Regions from separate parts of the Mus musculus genome. Here regions 2 and 3 are each linked to region 1. The links are chromatin contacts, called in public HiChIP or PLAC-seq and Micro-C maps. All regions are on one chromosome and are shown on one strand. The core of a region is the stretch at or near the end of the contact, and the rest is flanking DNA. Distances in the headings are between cores, read along the strand shown.

What was found. Hi-C and Micro-C count contacts between places; a contact is called where the count stands out from the background. HiChIP or PLAC-seq counts read pairs in DNA pulled down with a chosen protein or histone mark.
Region 2: an H3K27ac HiChIP or PLAC-seq map of heart atrium shows a contact between it and region 1, with 14 read pairs. The contact joins the enhancer-like site here to the promoter of 5430425K12Rik in region 1. A contact is called at or near these places in 3 of 484 Hi-C or Micro-C datasets (cardiomyocytes, forebrain and muscle stem cells) and 5 of 115 datasets of contacts at active chromatin or transcription factors (CD8 T cells, embryonic fibroblasts, embryonic stem cells and 2 more).
Region 3: a Micro-C map of granulosa cells shows a contact between it and region 1, with 2.1 times the contacts expected there. The contact joins the enhancer-like site here to the promoter of 5430425K12Rik in region 1. A contact is called at or near these places in 1 of 15 datasets of contacts at CTCF or cohesin (the NIH/3T3 cell line), 22 of 484 Hi-C or Micro-C datasets (the AML12 cell line, the C10 cell line, the C2C12 cell line and 17 more), 7 of 115 datasets of contacts at active chromatin or transcription factors (CD8 T cells, embryonic fibroblasts, embryonic stem cells and 3 more) and 2 of 9 other capture datasets (adipose tissue and pancreatic islet).

The regions. Positions count from the first base shown.
Region 1 is chr13:80,938,961-80,942,081 of GRCm38.p6, forward strand. It overlaps 5430425K12Rik (RIKEN cDNA 5430425K12 gene), which reads left to right and starts at 1,443. Exons shown (of 5, transcript NR_103550.1): 1 at 1,443-1,694; 2 at 2,246-2,337.
Region 2 is chr13:80,991,276-80,994,396 of GRCm38.p6, forward strand. All of the region lies in intron 1 of 9330111N05Rik (RIKEN cDNA 9330111N05 gene), which reads left to right. Among named protein-coding and RNA genes, the nearest start is that of 9330111N05Rik, 29 kb to the left of the region's middle. Within about 2 kb of position 1,451, at least 12 of the 459 cell types and tissues checked have an H3K27ac peak or open chromatin away from gene starts, as enhancers often do. A contact at or near this core is called in heart atrium, where this site is marked.
Region 3 is chr13:80,901,389-80,904,509 of GRCm38.p6, forward strand. No RefSeq gene overlaps it. Among named protein-coding and RNA genes, the nearest start is that of Arrdc3, 20 kb to the left of the region's middle. Within about 2 kb of position 1,628, at least 17 of the 459 cell types and tissues checked have an H3K27ac peak or open chromatin away from gene starts, as enhancers often do. A contact at or near this core is called in granulosa cells, where this site is marked.

The sequences.
Region 1 (3,121 bases), core at 193-2,692:
GACAGGTGAGCACAGGATCATGATGTCAATGATCCTCTGGACCTACTTTCTGGAGGAGGGAAGGGGGAGGACCTCTACTGTTCACATTTCCATCTGGGAATGAAGGAATGCCCTGTAGGAGCAAATGCAGAGAGGCATCAAGGAAATGCAGGAGATGCGAATTTCTGAAGGGCTTTTCAGTTCTCATGGCAATGTCTGTTTCTCCCTGATGGCCAGCCTTTGCCTGGTTTGACCTGGCTGTGCCAGATCTAGCTGCTATGAGTTCTGCTGCTGCTGCTGCTGCTGGCTCTGCACCCCCCCCCCCTGCCCCGCTCCCAACTGGTCCTTTAGGCACTCCTTTCCATGTGTCAGATGAGGACTCCTTTCCCATTAGCTTGCCATCCACAGGCAGTGCAGTCCAGCCCAGACAGCTGCCTTTGGCTTTGAAAACTGCCTGGCTCACTTCCCCACCAGTCTGTGAAGGAGTCCAACATGCCACTTGATGTCACATGTGTTGCAGGTGTTGTGGATGAAATTGCTACAGGAGCTGGATGTAAATGATGTCATTGGGCAAGACGGGACTTGGCATGCCCACGTTTGTCCAAATGCTGTTCATATCTCCCAGCGAAAAGATGTTGTAAATAAAGAGAACAAGCACAAACTGATCTTAAAGACTGAGCATAAACAAGAGCTGTCCTGGGCACTATGGAAAAGCTTGCAGTTCTCATAGTAAGACTACCCTTGTGTTAGAAACCTGTTGTGCAGACTGAGGAAGTGAAGGCTCAGACAGGTTCAGAGACTTATGCAAGGTCCCACAACTCCACAGATCCCTTTATTCTCTCTCTCTCTCTCTCTCTCTCTCTCTCTCTCTCTCTCACACACACACACACACACACACACTCATAACACACTCACACCTGTATACTGACTCACACACACACTCACACACATTTACACTCATTCATAAATACACACACACACACACACACACACACACTCATAACACACTCACACCTGTATACTGACTCACACACACACTCCCACACATTTACACTCATACATAAATACACACACACACACACACACACACACACACACACACTACTGAGGACAGCAGCCAAGGCCCTGCATATACTAAGCATAGGACTATATAAACAGTTACAGATTACTGTTTATCTTGAATCTGAACACAAATCAACGTGTTCTTTAAACTTTGGACTGGTTTACAGCAGGAACCATGAGATATTAGCATTGTACTAAGATTTCTGATTCCAGGCTGATTATCAGTTTTCTAGGAGTCAAACAAACATAGGGCATTTAGCCTGGGCCTATGAAGTCATGTTCATAAACATGCTATCAATCTAAATACATTGGCTTGAAAGGAAGCAGCAAAGCAATACTAACATAAAGGTCATCAGATAAAAATGTGGTTAAATATATGTGCATTCCCAGAACTACACTAGGGAGAAGATGGGGGAAAGTATGCCTGTTTTTGTGACTTGTTGGTAACTGCCGAGTTCTTTTCCTTGGGACTAAAAACAATTTACAGCATTGCCAACAGCATTCAGTACATTCAGAACAGGATCATTTCACCCAGAGCTGACCGAAGGCCTTGCTCGGGACAGCATCGAGGACGGCTGTCCAGCAGACAGGGGAGTATGCCAGGTTCAGCAAGTGAAAAGCCAAGCAGGGCCATTTTAAGCAACACAGCTTATGTAAGTGAGAGCTAACTGTCTCACTGGAAGTGGGTCAGACAGGAGCTGGGAGAACTGGGGTCCTTATGACCCCAGTGAAACCTACAGATAGCTTTCCTTTGCATCTCTTAGAATGTGACTAGTTATGAAACAATGTCAGAGTTCAGTTCAGGCCTCTGTATTTCCCACCCTCTTCTTGTTTCCAAATGGTTTTCTTTCTCCCTTTCTTCATTGGAATATGCTAAGCTAAGCGAGGCACACATCATTTGATAGAGTTTGATAATGTGACTGCTGGGAACAGGGAAAAAAGGTAGGGGATAAAGAAAGATCCTTTTTGCGGCTCACAGCTGTGATTCAGTTCTGACTCAAGAGGAAGTGTGCCACCTACTGACTCCCAGAAACCACTTCCGGTGGCTGTTTGGTTTATTCTGGAGGCATCAGGCCAGGCCAGGGACTGCCCTGCCCTGACCCTTGCCTGGCTCTCCAGAGCCAAGGCGTTCACAGCTTGAGTTGGTTTGGCCTAAGACTCTTGAGAACATTACAGATTAAATTTCAAGTGTTTCGTTTCCTAGCAAAGAGTCTTTAGCAACATAAAAACGAGCATGTGTTATTTGCAAACCATCTGAACCATTACTCAACCTGAATGTTCCTAAGTTTTTGCAAGGTATGTATTCTGGATGACCGCTCTCCAGCGATCTGAATGTAATTAGTTTTTCCTGTGGGCAGCTCGGGCAGTCTGTAGGGTGGCACTAGCTGCATGAGTCTTCATGGGAGCCCTTTAATCGGTGAAGCAACACTGGACTTGTTCTCATGGGTCCCTGTGTCTGAGCAAGTGCTCAGCCTATGTATGCAGATGGGTTGGGGGAAGTGGTGTGTGGCAGCCACACAGTGTTGCCCTCATACCAGAACTGTACTCTGCCCTCTAGAAATGGGGCCCTGGCTGACCACTGGAGCTCACTTTGGAGTCAACTTTTCTTGAAGGAGCCCCCAAGTACCTTCTTTAATGTAGGGACATATAGAAGAAGGAAAGCGGGTGGGGGGGGGGGCGATGGAGGTAGCCTCAACATTACTTTTTGCTGTATTGGCAGGTGAAAAGAGGAGTAGTAAGTGGTTTGGTTCCATAATGTCATCTTCAAACAGACTAAAGGTTTTTGATTGTTTTTAATCCTAGGTGGTTTAAGATTCCACAGTGCCAGCATACATATGCTCTCTCAATGATTCAAGTTCCAGAAGTGGTTCTGCATGTAGATCAATACTAGAGATCTCAAGGATCACTTCTGAGGGTTAAAAAGGCTTCTTTCCTCAGATTGCATAGGAATCCCTAATGGCAGAGAACAGATAGTGCCTCCCCTGCTCCGCTGATGTGTGAAAGAACGCCTGCAAACCCCTGGAGTGGGCAGCGAACAATCTGTCCGTGTCAGCCAGCTGTCCTGAGGAGTCCTGAGCTA
Region 2 (3,121 bases), core at 201-2,700, 52 kb after region 1:
GACCTAATAAGTAAGTGACAGACCACATGGAGGGAGAAGTCACATTGAGAAAGCATCAGATATAAATGAAGTAGAGTATTTGAAGAAATAGTAGCTCAAAATCTTCCAACCTTGAAAAGAAACAGTAAAGCCACATTCAATAGTCTCAAGGCAAACAGATAGTTTACCGTACCCTGTGTGAAACTGCTATAAACAATTACAACCAGAAGGCTAAGTCGTAAGAGAAGCCTGAGGCAAGGGCAGGCTATTTGTTTTTGTTGTTGTTGGGTTTTTTGTTTGTTTGTTTTGTTTTTGTTTTTAGAGACAGGGTTTCTCTGTGTAGCCCTGGCTGTCCTGGAACTCACTCTGTAGCCCAGGCTGGCTTCGAACTCAGAAATCAGCCTACTTCTGCCTCCCAAGTGCTGGGATTAAAGGCGTGCGCCACCACCGCCCGGTTCAAGGGCAGACTATTAAGGGCAAGAGTGAGATGGTGTAATCACTTGCAAAAGGAGCCAGGAGGTCAAAATCAAAAAGGAATCAAAAGAAAACAATCTATAGTTGTTAGTTAGTGGAAAAACAACTCTCAAATATGAAGATGAAATAGCAGCATTTGATTTTCAGCAATAATGGGCAGAACTGAAAGTCCAGCAGACCCACTAGGAAGAAAGCTCTTCTTGATGCTGGAGAAAAATAATTTCTGATAAAGGGACAAATATTCAACAAGGAAACAATGAGAAAGCCAAGGTGGGCATTGGGACAGTGGTAAGTCAACCTGACATGCTCCAGAATTGCCTGGGAAACAGACCTCCCGTTGCATGCGTCTGGGAAGGACCATGTCTGCTAAGTTAGCCTCTGGCTGTGCCGGTGAGACCTTAGGCTGATAAAGTTTACTGAGGTGGGAAGTCCCATTCTAGAAGTTGGCAATAATGCTTCCTAGTTTGAGTTCTAGGATGAGTAAAAAGAAGAGAGCAGGCTGAGTACAGGCCCTCAGCCCTCTCTGCCCCTCTCTGCCCCCTCAGCCCTCTCAGCCCCTCTCTGCCCCCTCAGCCCTCTCAGCCCCTCTCTGCCCCCTCAGCCCTCTCAGCCCCTCTCTGCCCCCTCAGCCCTCTCAGCCCCTCTCTGCCCCCTCAGCCCTCTCTGCCCCTTGGCTGTGTCTGGACTGCAGCTGCTCTCTCTGCTCCTTGACTGAATGCGTAATGGTCAGCTGCTCTTCATTGCTCACACCTTCACTTCTCTGCACTTTTAAACTGTGAGCTGATATAAAAACCTGCCTCTGTGAAGTCACTCATGCCTCTTGTCACAACAATCCAACAAGTGAGCACACTGTTGACAGCTCTATTTGTCACAGCTGGCCTGGTTACACAGGTGCCCTGTGTGAAATGAACATAAATGAACGCAGTAGCAACCCCTGCCAGTATGGGTGGTCTGGGGTAATGTGCTGTCCTCTGAGGACCAATACAGATTCATTGTTGGCCTGCCTTCCTCCTTCAGCTATCTTGGAGCCTCGGGCTATGGTTGTATCTGTCAGCCTGCATTCACAGTCATAACTGTCCTCTGAGAGGCTCCATGCAGCAGCTGACAGAAACTGATGCAAAGACATAGAGCCAAACTTTAAACAGATCTCAGGAAGTCTTGTGGGAGAGTTTGGGGAATGATTAAGAGACCTGAAAAGGATAGGGACTCCACAGGAAGACAACAGAGTCAAATAACCTGGACACTTGGAGGTTCCCAGAGACTGAACTACCACCAATCAAAGACTGGTGCTAGGACCCCCCTGGCATGTATGTAGCAGATGTGGGTCCCCAACAACTGGAGTGAGGGATTACCCTGACTCTGTTCCTTGCTTGTGCATCCTGTGTTGTCTTAACTAGGCTGTCTTGTCTAGCAACAGTGGGAGAGGATTAATTAGTCCTGTAGTGATTTGAAGTGCTAGAATGGGTTGGTTCCCCAGGAAGGACCTCCCCCTTTCTCACAGGTGAAGGGGAGGAGGGTCTGTTTGATGGGGGATTAGCAGGTGGGAGCTGCAATCAGGATATAAAGCAAATTAATTAATTAATTAATTAATTAATTAATTAATGGGAAAAACTCCGCCTCTGCTAAGTAGCTTTTGTCAGTGCATTCTATCATAGCATCAGGGAATAGAACTAAGATGCGGGTATTTCCAAATGCGTGTTCATGAAGCAAAATAACACCAATTGCATCGGATGAAGCTTTGTTGTTGTGATTTGGTTCTATTTCAAATTTTTAAATTGTGTGCATATGTGTGTGCCCAATGCATGGCATGCACGGCCACCGGACAGCTTTCGGCTATCAGTTCTCATCTTCGTCTTGTTGAGGCAGGGTTTCTGCTGCCGTTTGTGGCCCTCCAGGCTAGCTCACCCAGCAGCTTCCATGCAGTTAGCCTTGCTAGATCACAGTTGTGTGCCACTACAGCTGACTTTTTTGGTTTGTTTGTTTGTTTTTCTTTTCAACTCAGGTTTCATGGATCAAACTCAGGTTTTCAGGCATGAAGAATTAGAGCTTTCACCTGCAGAGCCATCTTTCCAGGCAGCATTGTTATTCTTGAGACATATTCTTACTGTGTAGCCCAGGCTTGGCTTGAGCTTAACCTAATGACCATCCTGTCTCAGCCTTAAGTGCTAACATTACAGGAATATACCACCACGCCCAACCTTTTGAAGGCTTGATATTGTGGAGAGACAAGGTTACACAGAGCTTTCAAGCTTCTGCATATTTGTGAGTGCAAGCACCGGAAGTTTTGCTTGGACTATCTGCGATGACTAGAGCAAGGAGAACTTGGGACATAGAAACAGTGTCTCCCTCCAAGTCAATACAATATCTATTAGGGGTCTCTCTGGGACACGGGCCTGTTTACTCACAACTCTCTCTGTTTATGATACAGACTGACTTCTGGCTCACCCTATGCCATCCCACTGGTCTTTGATGACACAAGGGTCATTGACATGGATATAAAGCTCATGTTTCTTTCCATACAGTAGTAATGTCTTTTATCTCTAATCCAGCAAGGCTGTGCCTTTCGTCTTCTCAGATCGTTGGCAGTTCTATACACACACACACACACACACACACACACACACACAGAGAGAGAGAGAGAGAGACAGACAGACAGACAGAGACAGAG
Region 3 (3,121 bases), core at 378-2,877, 37 kb before region 1:
TCCCACAAGGCTAACTACCACAAAGGTAAATACTTATAGCTAAAGAAGAGAATAGCTTGGGAAATCTTGAAATCTTTGAGACCTAAGCTCTTAAAGGAGAGCCATGTGGGCATTGCATAGTTAAAGGTGAGCACTGCACATTATCTACCCAGAAGTCTCTAAGGCGAGACTGACAGCAGAAGGGCTGGCATGAGGGGAAAATGTCAGTGAGAACTCACCTGCCAAGGAGAGGAGAGGCCATGGTAGACCCAAGAGAGAAACTAGGTCACAGAGGAGTGCGTGCCCAGGCTTCTTGCCCACTGGGAACACCTCAGTGAATATACCCGATGTTCTAACAGATGATGTGACAGAAAACTAGGCTAGTTAACCCCTTCATCTGATGGGAAAACCATCTCTGTTCACCATGTCTTCAAGTATATAGATGACTAACTGTGCTCGAAGCACTCAATTTGATAGAAGTGGGAAAGCTCGATGAACTGATACAGACTGGGCTTTGTGAAGTATAAAGTCGTAGCCTTCATTCAGTGAGAAAGTCGGCCAATACATGTCCGTTTGTCATAGCATGGACATAGTGTGCACCCTGAGAAAGTCAGGCCTGGGTCCGTCGTCTCATTTTCAATAGTTCCATACAGTCATGCAGCGGCTGATGAGCAAATCGTTCATGGGCAAGTGATGGTTCTTTGGTACTTTTCTTACACAAATCTCTCTTCATATTTTCTCAGGAAGATCTGTTATTGTTTCAGCCTCAATTTTCAATCTTATCATGATTTGAAATCCACTGTTTCCAACTTTTTCTCCTTTTTATCTGTATTCTCAGTGACATTATAATAACTTACTTGTTAAATGCCACAGCCAGCGCTCTTATAACAAAAGCATTTGTCAGGCAGTGCTGACACATGCCTTTCATCCCAGCACTTGGGCTACACAGAGAAACCCTGTCTCAAAAACAAAACAAACAACAACAAAAAAGCATTTAATTTGTGGCTGGCTTACAGTTTCAGAGGTTTAGTCCATTACCATCATGGTGAGGCAGGCAGATCTTTCTATGTAGCCCTGGGCATCCTGGAATTTGCTATGTAAACCAAGCTAGCTCAAACTCACAGAGACCCTCCTGTGTCTGGATGCTGGAATTAAAGGCACAGGTGATCCTTTATGAGCTAGGATGTGGGCTCTCACTGGAGTCCTGAAGCAGCCCAAATCTCAGACTTCCAGCATCTGAACTGTAAAATACTACGTTTCTGTTGTTTGAGCTACCCTGCTCTTTATCAGGGATTAAGCTGGCACTGAGAAAAGCTAATGCTACCAACAGAACTTTTTCTAGCCATTTACTTTTATGGAGAAAAAGGAAGAAAATGGCAAGAGAGACTCAAAGAGAGACGTATACACAGAGACAGATGGACACACACACACACTGGGGTAGGCAGACAGACAAAGAGATGTGGAGATACAGAAAGACACAAGGCACTGTGTATGGAAGAACACTTGAGGAAGTTACCATAGTTGTGGGAACTTCCTGGCTGTGAAGGTGTAGTGAAAGCCTGGTGCAGTCTGGTTCTCTTCCTTTCCAATGAAGCATTCCCCTGACCCACAGCCCTCACCACAAGATAGGCCACAAGCCACTATAGAGCATATTTTTCTGTTAGCTTAATCTTGTTCCCTAGGCCATGGTGAATCACTCAATCCAGACAACGTTGCCCAATAGGACATCCGAAGACTTTTATGAGATTTCGAGGAAACTCTCTTTAGTCTAGTATACCAGATCAGAGTTCTCTCTTTCTCTGTAAGCTCCTGTAGAGAGAACAATTTCAGTCACAGTCAAGCCAAAGCTGGGGTGGACTGCTTTGTTTCATGGGTCTCATGTATTTCATGTATTAGGAATGGAATCCTGAGGATTCATGTGTTAGTGTTTATAGACAGGACCTTTTGGAGGTGATAGGGTTTTGAGGACTCTGCCTGAATGAATGGATTAATGGGCTCCTGAGGGGTGGCTTATTTGTAATTCTAAGCTCTACCCCATGTGCCTCATCTGATTTGACAGAGAGACCCTCGCTAGATGCAGCACCATGTTCCTGGACATCTCAGCTCTGCAGAACATAAATTACTCAGGTTTAAGTATTCAGTTATAGGAATAGAAAATGAACTAAGACACAGGCCTGGGCAGAACTAGAAACTCTAAAGGTCAACTGAGCTGGAAAGCTGACCTGATTATCCCTGAAATCTGACCTTGCAGTGCACTTGAGAGCTCTATGAGCTAGTAAATTTCCTTCATTGCCTAAGCAAGGCTGAGTCTGGCTTCCAATTCTGTACAGCCAGAAACATTCTTCTTATAGAAAAAAAGACTAAGCTGTCTCATGGGGGAAGGGTTTATTCATAAGAGAAAACATATTCCCTCTCACTCAATGTTATCCCAAATGCCTTGGATGTGCCATTTTTCATTCATATATACTAGACAGTGTCTCTGCTAATTCATCCCACAGCCCAAGACTCTTGACATGAGTACATTAGATTGTGATTGCATTGGTTTGTCCTCTCAGGTCAATAAACTATACTTTCTGAACTGAGCATAGAAGGAGAGAGTAAACATTGAAACAGGCAGTGCATGAGGAGCAGACCAGACTGGGCAATCAAAATCCACTAGGAGAGGTGGAGGACTGACTGGAAATCCGTACGAAAACTTTTGATTCATATTCAGAGCTAGCAGGGAACCAGGTGCAAGGAGCAGGAGGCCCAGAACGATGTAGTTTTCTTATAGCTAGAATATTATACATTAGCTAAAGTGTTGTGCTTTAGGGATCAGACATTTAAGTCACTTTTGAGTGGGAAAACTTACAGAAGATCTAATGACTGCAGATTAGTAAAACCTGTAAGGGAAGGGGATGGGGGAGGGAGAATCTAGCTTAACATTAAAGCACGTGGTTAGCTTCTGTTCATTTTCTAACACATATATACCACACAAACCAGGTTGTTACACCCAAAGCTCACAAACTCAATGACTACTGGATTCTGTCTACAAATGAGTTGTGTACAAAGTGAACACAAGCTACTCTACTCAATTATGTTAGATCCTGCTCATAGAAATAGCAACACAAGGTATTTTAAAGAGAAATTAGAATTGGGTGTT